Linked DNA regions of Xenopus tropicalis: region 2 is linked to region 1. Evidence: chromatin contacts called from public Hi-C data. All regions are on one chromosome and are shown on one strand. The core of a region is the stretch at or near the end of the contact, and the rest is flanking DNA. Distances in the headings are between cores, read along the strand shown. Region 1 overlaps inpp5a.1 (inositol polyphosphate-5-phosphatase A). Region 2 overlaps inpp5a.1 (inositol polyphosphate-5-phosphatase A).

The links. Hi-C and Micro-C count contacts between places; a contact is called where the count stands out from the background.
Region 2: a contact with region 1 is called in a Hi-C map of neurula embryo, with 1.5 times the contacts expected there. The contact joins two enhancer-like sites. A contact is called at or near these places in 2 of 5 Hi-C or Micro-C datasets (brain and neurula embryo).

Annotation. Positions count from the first base shown.
Region 1 is chr7:20,523,036-20,529,610 of UCB_Xtro_10.0, reverse strand. All of the region lies in intron 13 of inpp5a.1 (inositol polyphosphate-5-phosphatase A), which reads left to right. Among named protein-coding and RNA genes, the nearest start is that of nkx6-2, 39 kb to the right of the region's middle. Within about 2 kb of position 3,675, at least 1 of the 11 cell types and tissues checked has an H3K27ac peak or open chromatin away from gene starts, as enhancers often do. A contact at or near this core is called in neurula embryo, where this site is marked.
Region 2 is chr7:20,589,513-20,596,087 of UCB_Xtro_10.0, reverse strand. All of the region lies in intron 9 of inpp5a.1 (inositol polyphosphate-5-phosphatase A), which reads left to right. Among named protein-coding and RNA genes, the nearest start is that of nkx6-2, 110 kb to the right of the region's middle. Within about 2 kb of position 3,942, at least 1 of the 11 cell types and tissues checked has an H3K27ac peak or open chromatin away from gene starts, as enhancers often do. A contact at or near this core is called in neurula embryo, where this site is marked.

The DNA.
Region 1 (6,575 bases), core at 2,426-4,925:
TTGCCCCCAAGTCAGGAATTCAAAAATAACCCCCTGGTTTGGGGGCACTGGGAGCAACATCCAAGGGGTTGGGGAGCAACATGTTGCCCCGAGCCACTGGTTGAGGATCCCTGCCTTATAGAATTATACCTATTAGAGATAAGAGATTTCCCTTCTTTTCTCCTACCCCCTATGAGCCTGTAAAATGGCGGAATATGTTCTCTTGCTATGAAAACAAAGTTCATCGTATCATCAGGGATCATGAGGCAATAAGGCGGCTTATCAAATGGCACAGTATCCAGTGAACATGAAGGGAGATTAAGATTTTAATTATTTCTATATATTTACAGAGAAAGTGTGTAAAAGTTTGTATGTCTGTATGTATGTAAGTGATTTTTCAGTCTACTCAGCTTTTGGCAAGGTGTTTAATACAATTCATAAGGGTGATGGCACTTCCCAGGGTGCATTTAGTGTTTTAGTGTGATTTCCTATGGGCAACAAAGAACCCTGTCTCAATGCTTTCTGAACTGAACTAAGGTCTGCTGGACTTGATGGCACTATTAGTACATAGAAAAATGGCTGAGAGTAATTTTCACTGATACATTCTGTAACAGGACTTGGTTTCTTATTGGTGTGCCGATTGGTTCTGTATTGGGTACACTTTTTTTAAATCTGTTCATCAATTTAGAGGAAAGCATTGAAGGCAATGTAAAGGTGATTGCTAAAACACAAATATATGCCAAAAAAATGAATTTGTCCATGTTCTTCTTGTAGGGGGATCTTGGCAATCCGGGTGGTTAAGTAGAAGCTGAGATTCAGTGTTGCTATATATTTATAAAATTAGGCTAGTCAGATTGGCAAGTCCCTGATGGTGAAGTACCTTTACATATTTGTCAAGCAAATGCATTCAGAGACTGGTCCAACGGCCCTATTGGCTTTAGTAAGGATTTTTTATCCTGGAAATAGAAAAATGTTGTTGAACAAAAGAGAACACTAGAATCTGGAAACATGAGGAAGGCGGGTGGGATATTTTGGGAGCAGGACCAGTTATATTGTGTAAATGTTCAAATTATTTATCGTAAGCACTGACTGCCCATTCAATAATCCTGTTTTGCCTTAATATAATTATATATATTGTGCTGGCCCAAGAGCTAGCCTTGTCTTTACAAAGTGGCTGTCATTTCTCTTGTCTCTGCTGAAGATAAACACATAATAAGCAGAAAGAGATGCGATAGTGGCACGAGGATGCTTCCGCTGGGCCGTCTGTGCCTCTGGCAAGTGGTAATTTGACATGATATCTATACAGTAATCAGTGACCACTTAATTCACTGCATGTGAACACGACATCCAGTTATTACATCTCAGCGCAGTCCCACGGACTCGACTTGTTAGGCCTGCAATCCATACACGTCTGAAGCTTAAATGGCTGAGTCGCAGAGCCATGGAAGATTGCCTCATTAAATTAACACTGGTGATATAATACAGCTTCTAATGGTCTGGGAAATCGCACAGATGGGCATTATAAAGCTTGTATTGTTAAATAAAATATTTATATCACGCAGCTAGCCAAGGATAATGAACTGCTATTGACCGGTCATGCTGAGCAGATTTGTTTGGCACTTTGCTTAATTTTAACATAACTCTTCCTTCCATCGACAGTGTTATCATTATGATCATTATGGTCCTTTGCCAATATGTTAAGCTTCTCTGCACACCAATCTGTGGATTTACTACGATTCTGACAAAATCTTTGCCTTTTTTCTGTGTTTTTCCTGTATTTTTCATGACTATTAATTGTGTGTAGGCTGCTTATGAAGCAGCTGCAGGATTTTATATCAATCGGTGTTTGTATGTAATCTGCATATACTTATGTTCGATTTTATGCTCTTAAGGCAAAAATATAAAAAGCAAATATGTAGTTTACAGTTATATCTAATGCTTTTCACTTAAATAATAATAAAATAATAAATAATAATAAAATCTGTACCGCTGGCTCCCCATAGAAACCACGGGAAGAGAACCAATGCTTTGCATGGTCTCTTTGAATCGGACCAAGATAGCTATGGGTTTTCTCCTTGTCCCCAATCACCACCATCTTCCTAACCTTCCTTCCACCCTTCTTTCATCCAAAACCCTCATTCCTGCAAGTGGGATGATACCCAAGCCCTATCACTACAGTTGGATTCTTTTTTGCCCTGTGTCCTGGAACTTGGGTGAGATTACAGGCCCTATACTTCCTGTAGTTTGCCCGCAAATCATATAATAATTTAACAAGATATACATTTAAGAAGTGTGGCATGTATATGAAGGCAATGGCCTGTTTTTATTTCTTTTTACAGTGCCAGTTCCTAGTGTGTCCAGGTATCCTTGGGTGAGATCTAAACCACTAGCCCAGTCTGTGTTGCACTGTAGTGCAAATGCATATCCATAAAAGATCCTAAATTAAAAGCCATTAGCCCATTGACCAGTTTTACTGTGCATGCTGTGTGAAGTTATGACTCAAGCCTTATTTACCCTGTGTTACTGGATTGCCCATTTAACCTCCCCTTTATGGCAACTGTTATTGTTAGTCTGGTCACCATGGTTTTGATGTAGCATTTGCAAAGCAGCAGCTGTTTAACACATTGTATGTTTGCAGGTCTGTGTTTACCCTCTAGATTCAGTTTAAATAAGAGATACATCCAAGAAGCTAGACCAGAGAATACCACTCAATTCTTCAATTAATTGGGAAAAAAAATTACAGAATTTTTGCCCTATAAAGGACAATCTCGAAATGTTTCTTGTTTGCTCCAGCTAGCTCCATATCTTGGTACGTTTAGAATAACACAGCACAAAGTGCTTAGTCACATCCAGTTGCAATGTGCCATTTGCAAAAATGTCCCTGACCCTGACTTTCAAACAGCTACTTGCCTAAAGCAGTGTTTTTATGCTTTTTGTTGGTTCAACAATCACTTTAAGGTCAAGTCCAAAGTAAATAAAGTTGCAAATATATGGGGACTTAGACTGAAGGATCATTTGCTCTCTTGGGTTGCTCTATGCCTAAATGACTGTTAAGACCACATTTTCACATAAGTGTAGGTAGGTGCAAAGTAGGGCTGGCTTACTCGAAATATCCGAAAGGCTCTGCATTGGAGAGAAAGTGAAAATAAACGGCGACAGATGGGAAAACTGGAAAAAATATGTGAGAGCAGGAAAGAGAGAGAAATAAAGGCAAAAAAAGATAGAAGGGCAAAAAGATAAGGGAAATAATGGGAGTAAAAAATAGAGAAAATATACAGACAGGTAGGTGAAAAGGTAAAAGAAGGGGAAAAATAGAAAAAGGGGAGAAAAAAGCAATGAAGAATGGTAGAGAAGAGAGGGCGCAGTAATTCGAGAAAATTAGAAGCACAAATGAAAAGGCAGTTGGGTTCTCTGTTAGACTCCCCCAACTAAACATTGACTCTTTATAAACCATGGTCACTGCTTAACAAGGACCTGTTACTGGATATTCCTACATATCTCTATATATGGCAATCATGTCTTATTAAATGTTGTGCAAAATGTCATTTCAACTGGAAAACCTGCTCTGTGGACACATTGTGTGTGACATAACAATGCCATGTTTTCATTGATTTGGAAGCCAAGCAATAAGCAATGAAGACAATGGCCCTATTATGGGTTTATGAGGCTTCTTTGTCATGCTTCTCATTCTATTAAACGCATTGTGCTTTTAATTGCCCAGTATTGTTGCCACATCATGTTTGTTTCTTGTTTATAGCACTCTATAATAGGGCTTAAAAGGGTAAAATCTTAAACATGTGGAAAAGACAGATAAGTGTCTCTTTCCATTTGAACTACCCTTGGGAATGAGGGCATCAGAGAATTAAAAAGAAAACCTTCCTGTGCCTTTATTTGTTTGGCATCGCAATCTCTGATTCTCTGATTCTGATACACCAAGTCACTAACTGATACAAGGCCCGAGGGGATCGAGAGAGCACTTATTTTTATCTACATGGACTTGTTTATTGTTACCTACAACTTTCTATGGAGTTATCATGAGGCAACTGTTTAACCACAGAGAAAACACAGAAACTAGCTCTTTCAGCTAGTGTTCAGCATATTCCCATGAAAATGTAACTGCAAACATGGGCAATTTATTCAAACATTCAGAATAATATGGCTGAGACCACTACAACCATGTCATTGTTATTATGAAAATGTCGAGTAATACCAGTTAGTTGGACCACCAGTACATGCCCAGTAGCCACAGTGAGTTCCAGGGCCGGAGGTCAGGAGAAGAAGCCAGTGTCAGCCGCGCTGTATAGATAGACTGTTGCATTTCATTAGCCCATTGCCTATACCCTACAGCTTTTTTCTTCTTTAAATCTATCAAATAAATAAACATCTGTACCGGTGAATATTTTTCATGGCCAATAGGTGAGTATGATGGCCAAGTTGCCTCAGCAGTACTCTATCTTTTAGTAACCTTTCTTGGGATTTATAACATCGATCATTGGCTAGGTAAGCTTCTAGGTGCTTCTAAGCCTTGAAAGTACCTCCTTAGTCATAACATTGTTCTTCATTATGTATCTGGTGAAAGCCAACCGCTGACTTTATTTTCCAGTGTACATACAGTGTATGTATGTACTTTATATTCTGTAGCAAGTTGACTTGTCTAATTAGACTCCATATAGCCAGGGCAAACGATTCAAGAGAATTTAGCTATATGTCTCATTCTGGTTCAATACTGCCTGACCTTCTGGGTAAGTGTGGCACTGTTTGTTGGGGATGGCTGTTTTCAGCATACCATATGATCTGATCCCAGTTGGTCCATCGACATCTATGGCGCCATCCCTGATGGTTGATTAATAAAGTACTTTGCACATCCCCCACTGTATGGCCAGTTTTACTTGCCACTAAAATAGTTTCAATCAAACCCTTGTAGTAGTACTTCTATATAAAGTAGATAAGGGATGCAAACCTTATATTCCATAATGCTGGGCTGCATAGTGTTGGGCGCAGTTGTATTTCTCATGGCCTTATCTTAAAGGGACAGTGGACCTTTTCCTGTAAAACAATAGTTCTTCTAAAAAAGCTGGGTGCTTTGGCCAGAATTATCCCAGTTGCATATTAAGTGTTGTCCCTCCCATAAGAAAAAATATATATATCATATAGGAGAGGGTTACCTTAATTATTAGTAAAGTGAATAAGTGATGACTTTTGGGACTTACTAGACTCTACTACCTATTTACACTGATGTGCTACTCCTCGAAGTACCCTGCTAATACATGGGGTATCCACTCGCTTCCAAACTGTATACATTATATAAAGGAGATACATTTTCATTTCTTGGCGTTACTGTTCCTTTAATTAAAAATCACAAATATATGAGTAAGGGCTTCAGGAACGTATAGCACTTGTGATTCTTCAGGGCATTGCAGTAAGCCCCTCTGAGCCTAACACATACATATTAACCCTCATATTCTGCAGTGCTGTACAGTAAATGAGTGTATACATTGAATATATGCGGATTGCAAAACTACAACCTTTAACTATTTTAAGGTAAAGTGGGCTCTGAGCTGGTACTTTGAGTTTAGTGAGCCGGGCGCTGCACATAAAGGCTAGCTTTTTCGGCCATTTTCTATCAGTGTGAGTGGGAGAAATTATTCTGGAGCTGTAGCCCTTAACAACCAGTCAGCAATTAGGACTAATTTGTCAACCTCAGTAAGTCTAATAAAAGCAAAATTCTAATTGGTTGCTGTGGGTTACTCCTCCAGAGCAACATTTTCACCTCTTTTGTGACTCCAATCCCACCCAGACATCTGTACATCTTCTTCACAGACTTTCCCTGTTTTATAAAACTGTTTCCCAGATCTTCATAAACAGCGCGGAGTGTCTGTTGCACTGAAGTAGCAAATTGAATCGGTAATGTGTTTGGAAAATGAGTCTTGTAAGGTTTGATGGGGTGGAAACGTACCGATACCAATGGTTACTCACAATGCAAGCCCAATACGCACTGTGCTTGGCTGTGTGCCACAGCTAATGTCTTTTTAATGGCAGACTAGCTTGTAAACCCATTTGGGTGAATTGTATTATATTATCGCGCCAAGCAGGGTGGTAAATAACTTTTCGATTGAAGCATCAGTTAATTTATTTTCATTATTACTTCACCAAGCTAAATTGCTTTGCAGTTCAAGTTGGCATAAAAAAAACTGGCATTCAATAACTGAAATTTAATGCAGATTTTTTTTTCTATTGGTTTTCACTGGTTTGGACTGCTTTCTGGGACAGAAATTACAGTTTTATCCAGGGTGATTACATTTTCAGAGGAATAGACTGTTACCGTCCAGCTGTTCGTGGCTTTATATTCCACAGGGTTGGCGGTTATGGAAGTAACGATGGTTACTGCCCGTTAGAACACAGACTATCTCAGATTTTTTTTTTTTCATTCCAGCATCTCTATGCCCCCATTAACTTAATTTAATGCAATGCTTATTAATTTATAGGGTGTATCAGACTGTCAGGAATATTCTATCTTGTAAATCTGACTCCTAGTGTTCCCAGCTGCTGGAAGGCCACACATGCCACATCCCCAGAGCCTAAACAATAGAGACAGA
Region 2 (6,575 bases), core at 2,693-5,192, 66 kb before region 1:
TCCACTAGGAGTCACTGTAAAACCTGAAATAAGCTAGCCTTTCAAAAGAAACACTAATAAACTTGGGAGACAGATTTGGTGATGCCGATACAATATCTGAAGCCTGTGATTTTCCAGCAAGAAATGTAACTCCTGGCATCCCTTGATAGCCATTGCCTGTTAAAAATGATCCGGCTCTTAGCAATAAGAGCAACTGGACAGCCACAGTTGTTACCCATCCAGCTGTTAAACTACATCACCCAGAAGCCTCCGTTTCGGTGCTGATATGATTATCAGCCATATATTGATGGTCTTATAAGAAAGAATGAACCTTTCCTGTTGTTGTTCTTGGACTGTCTCTGTGCAGCTGATCTTAGTAGTGTCATTGAACAGTGTCATTGAATGTTTTGGCAGAAGGAAGCAGTATGGCAGCTTTCGCATGAGAATAAATTCTGTAGAAAAGGAACTTTTGGGGGTATAGTTATCATGCTGTGTAAAAAGTGTAAAACATTACCGTTGATGTTGCTCAGAGCAGCCAATCAGATGCTTTGCTTTGGTTTTCTAACTGTTGAAGTCTAATTGCTGATTGGTTGCCCTGGGCATCATCACCAATAATGCTTCACTCCATTTTTTACACAGCATGATAAATATACCCCTGTGTACTCAGCAAGCTGATGAAGTTTTAGACCCTATTTAAGAAACATTAAATGAGAGATAAACTCTTAAGGAAATCTCCTTTATCATTCATGACTTCACCTCCTGTATACCATCAATACTATTTCTACACGCCTATCCTATAGACACATTCAGCATCCCTATAAACTGCCTCTAATATATTATTGTCCTTCTGTAGATGTGTGCAAAGGGGGAATTCCACCAGCAATCTGTTTAGTATAATAAAATAAAATGTAATTCGAAGCAAATGGCCAATATACATTAACTTTAGAAGCAGTAAATACTCTTATTATTTTTAAATGCAATTGCTGTTAAAAGCAGTTTATATAAATAAAAAACAGAGTAGCAAAAGCTGATAAACAGCCCTTGAGGAGAACTGAATTTTTTTGCTGCATAGTTATATTCAGAAGCAGAGAATAGAAAGAGACAGACAGATGCTGCTTTAAATTCCAATTACAAATTAATTTACAAATAACTGAAAATCTTTAAACAATGTAAATTGGAAAGTTGTTTAGAATGACATTTTTTCAGGTAGCTGGAGTTCCCCTTTAAACTTCTTTTGTATCTCTTCAGATGTTTGTTATAGTGTATAAAATAATGTAGTTTAAAAAGCCCAAAGTTGATTATCACGGGGTACGACTTGGTCCAGTAACCTTCAAGCGACCTTTAGTAACTTTGGCTAGTGAAAGTCTTCTTTGTTGTCCAAGTGGCCAGCTGGGTGTTCCAGTGATACTTTGCACATTGCTGGAATGCAAAAATCCCCATTGTGTCTGACTTTCGTAGCCCTCTCTGCACCTTGCTGATCTGACACAATGCTAAGTGACCTGATTCCCAACAATCGGGCCCTAGAATTTTCAGAAGATTTATATTTAAATGGACTCTGCTGGTTCAAAGGCTCCTGGAAGCAAAAACAAACAGGATTAAAGACTTAGCCATCTGAATCTCCCCTTAAATATTTGGTTCATGCCCTTTTTGTTTTGTTTTTTTTACCCAGTCACCAAACTGAAGCACCCTTTGTTTTAAATTCTTACCTTTTTTTCGTTTAATTCTTAGAAAATTATGCCAAGTTGCCATATTTTTTTTTTTTTTACAAAATAGAAAGCCGTAAAGCATTTCCCTTTGCTATTTATTTAATAATTAAACTGTTCAGATTATATCAGGCAGAGCTTTGTTGGTAATAAATGATGATAATCAGGCAGAGCTTTGTTAGTAATAAATAATAATAATATATATATATATATATATATATATATATATATATATATATATACAAATGACATTTCCTATCTGCCTGTGACAGACATTTTAAAATGCCTTACCATAATATATGAGTAGAACATATCTCTTTGCCTGTGCTTATTCATAAAAGAACTACAGTAGGCATTTTCTATGGGGATAATAGAGCTCACCACATTTATTTCCCATAATGCAGGATTTATATCCTAATAAATATCTTATCAAATTATCTTGTCAAATTTGTATATACATATCAATAACTATGGCCTTTTTACATCTTTTCTCTTGAGCCACCATTTTGTGATGCTCTGTGTGTCACTCACTGATCACCTGACAGGAAATAATGTGGGTTCACTTTGTAACAGGAAGAAGAATGTGATTAAAAGACACAGAGCTTTTCTTTTAATGTGCACATGTTGTTGATTTGTGTGTGACCACAGCACCTCATACAAGCCAGAGGGATGGACTTTACTATTTAAAATTGCAGTATTCAGTCAATAACACTGATAAAAGAGACCTGCAATGTTCAAAACAGAGAATAAAGTCCCGGTTACTTCCTGTCAGCCACTGACCTGTCTCATACACTTGTGGGAGACCCTAACTTACTGACATTTTAGTCTTCAGTGGTCAGCTGTGATCTGTTTATATAAACACATGAAATATATTTTTATATATATACACAGGTATGGGATCCGTTATCCGGAAACCCATTATCCAGAAAGTTCCAAATTATGGAAAGGCCATCTGCCATATCACTCCATTATAAGCAATTAATTCTAATTTTTTAAAAGGATTTATTTCTCTGTAATAATAAAACAGTACCTTGTACTTAATCCCAATTAAGATACAATTAATCCTTATTGGAGGCAAAACAATCCTATTGGGTTTATTCAATATTTAAATGATTTTTAGCAGACTTAAGGTATGGAGATCCAAATTACAGAGAGATCCCTTATCTGGAAAACCCCAGGTCCCAAGCATTCTGGATAACAGGATATATATAGACTAATACACTTATGCATACGTATATTTTGGATTTATTGGAGCAGATAAAAACTATGAAGAGATGCAACTTTCTTTATTTTTTTTGCCTGTGTGAACTATCAGAAATGAATGGAAAGTAGATTTTAACATCCATTTAAATCCAACCAACTAAATTGCTTCTTCAAACAAGGCCCACTATCCAATTACAGAGCCCCAAACTGTGTCCTGGAAGATGCATTATTGTTGCTTGGCAAAACCTTGCAAATTGGAGTTGCTGGAGGCAGCCATGTTTGAGAATGATTTATTCACATGCTTGACAAATGCTTTTGTAAATGTTTTTTTTAGGATGTAAAGTAAGTGAAACTTTACCTAAGAAAATATCCTAGACATCTCTTCAGTGTAATTACATTTTACAGTCCTATTTTATATTCTGTAAAAGGGAATGCAAACCTTGTGTCCCTTTTCTCCTTTTCATAAAAATCCTCACCACAACATCATATTGTAAAGAAACTCCCTTTCATTTTTATTTTAACGTGAATTTTGCCTGCCTTGCAGGTTGCTTCTACTCTTGTTCTGTGAAAATCATCCATGCATGGTTCTTGCTTATTTGTAATTTTTTTTTTAACTGTGTTTAAAAAGAGAGAGTGAACTTTTTGAGCAGTGTCAAGGCAGGATGAATTGGCCAGAGAAAGCATGTTTATAGACTGTGTGAAGAACTTTGTCTTTGTGTGGGAATGTTGGTGACACTGTTGTGGTTTGCTTGAATGAACTGCAATGACGCGACTAATAAGGTATCCCGCTGAGAGCCACAGAGGGGCTTTCTCAGACCTCCCACCTCAAACCATTCAGGTCCAACTCAGTGTGGCTAATTTTTCCCATTCCTTCAATTCTTGAGGGCTCCTTACAAAAAGTAAAGTCAACTTTCACACCGAATGCTAGATAAGTGCTTTAGGAAATAATCGTGTAAACAGTATGTTACCTTCTGACCTGCAGCTGATACCTTTCCTTGGGACAAAGGCCTCTGGGCTATTGCATTAGCCATGGCTATTAAGGGAATAATGCAGCTGATCCTCCTTACAAAGTGCCTTAAGGAATGTTTAGCCAAATCAGTGTGCCCCTTGTCACATTGAATCATGCTCTGCCGCCTCCCACTTTCACATTGCAAGAATTTATTTGCTCTTTTTTATTCTGCTGGAGAAAACGTATAGTGAGAGATTCCAGCACAGGATCCTTTCCTTGAGCCTTTCTCACTGAGTCTAGTAATAGCCTCCCAGTCACTAAAATACAAAACTGTTCTGGAGAAAACTTTTGAAAAGTTCTCTTTTATACGCAAGAGTTTTTTTTGTATAGGGGATACATTTTGGTGGTCATCATTTCTTGAGCAAAAACAATTTCAAGATTGAAAAAGATAAAATAATGTAATTTTAACACCGCAGTTGTGTGTGTAATTCATTGTCACCACCATGAAGCATAACTGAGGGATTTATTTTCCAAAAAGTAGTTTTGTGCCCCCCAGCCTTGCCAATGGCTCTAAAGATTTCTTTATATGACCATATTTTATGATAACATTTTGCCCCCCAACTGCAGTCTTTCAACTGTTCGTCAGCTAGAAATCCTGATGCATTTCATCAACTAGAGGCTGCAATACATAGGCTTTATGAAAGTTTTAATAGTGAATATTGTACACCCTACTGTAAAATATTAGAATTTCATGGCCATTTACAAGTCACAGAACACCAAGTTGGCTTCTAATAGTTAAATATTTTACAACAAGATTACATTTTTTTATAAAACAATTTCAGTGAGTCATGAGACATCAAGGACATCACTAAGCATCCTCACTAAGCTTTATTTATATAGTGAATAAAGTACCCCTTTTGTAAAATATAAGGATATTAAAAGTCACCTCAGAGTTCCATGACCAATATAAAAATATGTATCCAGGTCATGGAACTCCAAGGTCATTTTTAATATTCAGCAGGGGTACTTTATTATAATACACATGTTTCAATAAGCCATCCAACAGAAATTACATCACTAAGCACCAACTGATGACATGACTAAGAATTGTTTATAAGGATATAATTTACAGAATATTCATGGCTCTTCAAATTATATGCAAAATCAGTGGCTTTCTTTTTGATGTGTTTTAGCAGAGACAATTCTCAGTATTTTCCATGGCAGGGTATTTTCTGGCATTTAGTAGCCGTGACAAGTAGCTGCTTCTAAGTAGCTCTGTGTGTCTTCACCCTAATACCTTGTCACCAGTTGTGACATCAGTTAAGTATTCTAAGCAGTAATAATTTAATAATTACACTAGATATGTAGTGTCACTGATAGGCTGTAGTTAGATCCTGGGGGGCCACAAGTTATTAAATGACTCTGTTTCTTCTACTGATCTGGTTAAAGAAACCCACTTTCATTAGGAAATTTGCCTGTTAGAGCAGTCTTTTGTGATGTATGTGGATATTTTTATACCCAGATAACATTGTTACTAGTTAACCTTCTGTTCACCCTTTGTGATATGAATCACGCTATCCTGCCGCTTATTGTTATGATGCATTTGTTGTTGTGGACCAATGGATGTCCTGAGAGGGAGAACTTATGGCTTCTTCATGTAATAGCATTCCTGAAATCTTTAGCTGCAGCCATAAAGCTGCAAAATGGCTGAAGCCACTTTAATTTATCTCCGCTTTTAGTATTTATTTTGGGTATAAGCGGCACATTTTTCCTGACACTAATCTTTAAAATCTAACTCTAAGTTTTTATTGTACCAATTCCTGCAATCAGGCGCGCGTCTCCCCATCAAATGTAGAGCTACTAAGCCAGTGAAAATGCTGTATTGTGACACCCACAGATTTTCACTGAAATGAACTCACTGTATGAGCTAGCCTGTAGCTTCTGGGATTATTTGCAGTTGGTTTTCATTTTTTATGCTTTTTCTTTTTTTGGATGGTTTAACTTTTGTTTTACATTCATGCAGTTTGGAATTTAAACTATTATCTAGTTTCTAGGGAGTCACTTGCCCTAGCAACCAGCCAGTGTTGATAATTCAAAACCAAAGCAAAATTATGTTTCTGTTGTAAAAGAAAAACTATAGCCCTGAAAATGTAGGTCTTTATAAAAAGTATATTGCATAAAACAACTCATGTGAAACCCTGCTTCATCTATATAAACCATTTTCATTTTATTACAAAGGGATGCCTCCTGGGAATATGATTTAAGGTGTACACAAACATGGTAGGCCGCATCAGCCAATTAATGGGCAAAGTTCTGTCTTTTACTCCCACACTACTTCCTGTTACCGTTTGAGATTATTATTATTATTATTATTAACATATATTTATAAAGCACCAACATATTCTGCAGCGCTGTACAATAAGTGGGTTTCATACATCGGACATACAGAGTAACATATAAAGCAATCAATAACCGATACAAGAGGTGAAGAGAGCCCTGCCCGAAAGAGTTTACAATCTACAAGGATGCATTTTTTCCTGTTAGGTGACCTCTGAGGGAGCACACAGCCCATCAAGGGAAGAGATATCAAAGGGCAATATTTACTGATATATATATATATATATATATTCCAGTTTGGTAATAGGCCACATAATATATAAACTATCAAGGTATAGTTTTATTAGGGTTTGACTCCATGTAGTGACGTAGTTTATTAAGTGCAATATTTGACCTAGTCCTAG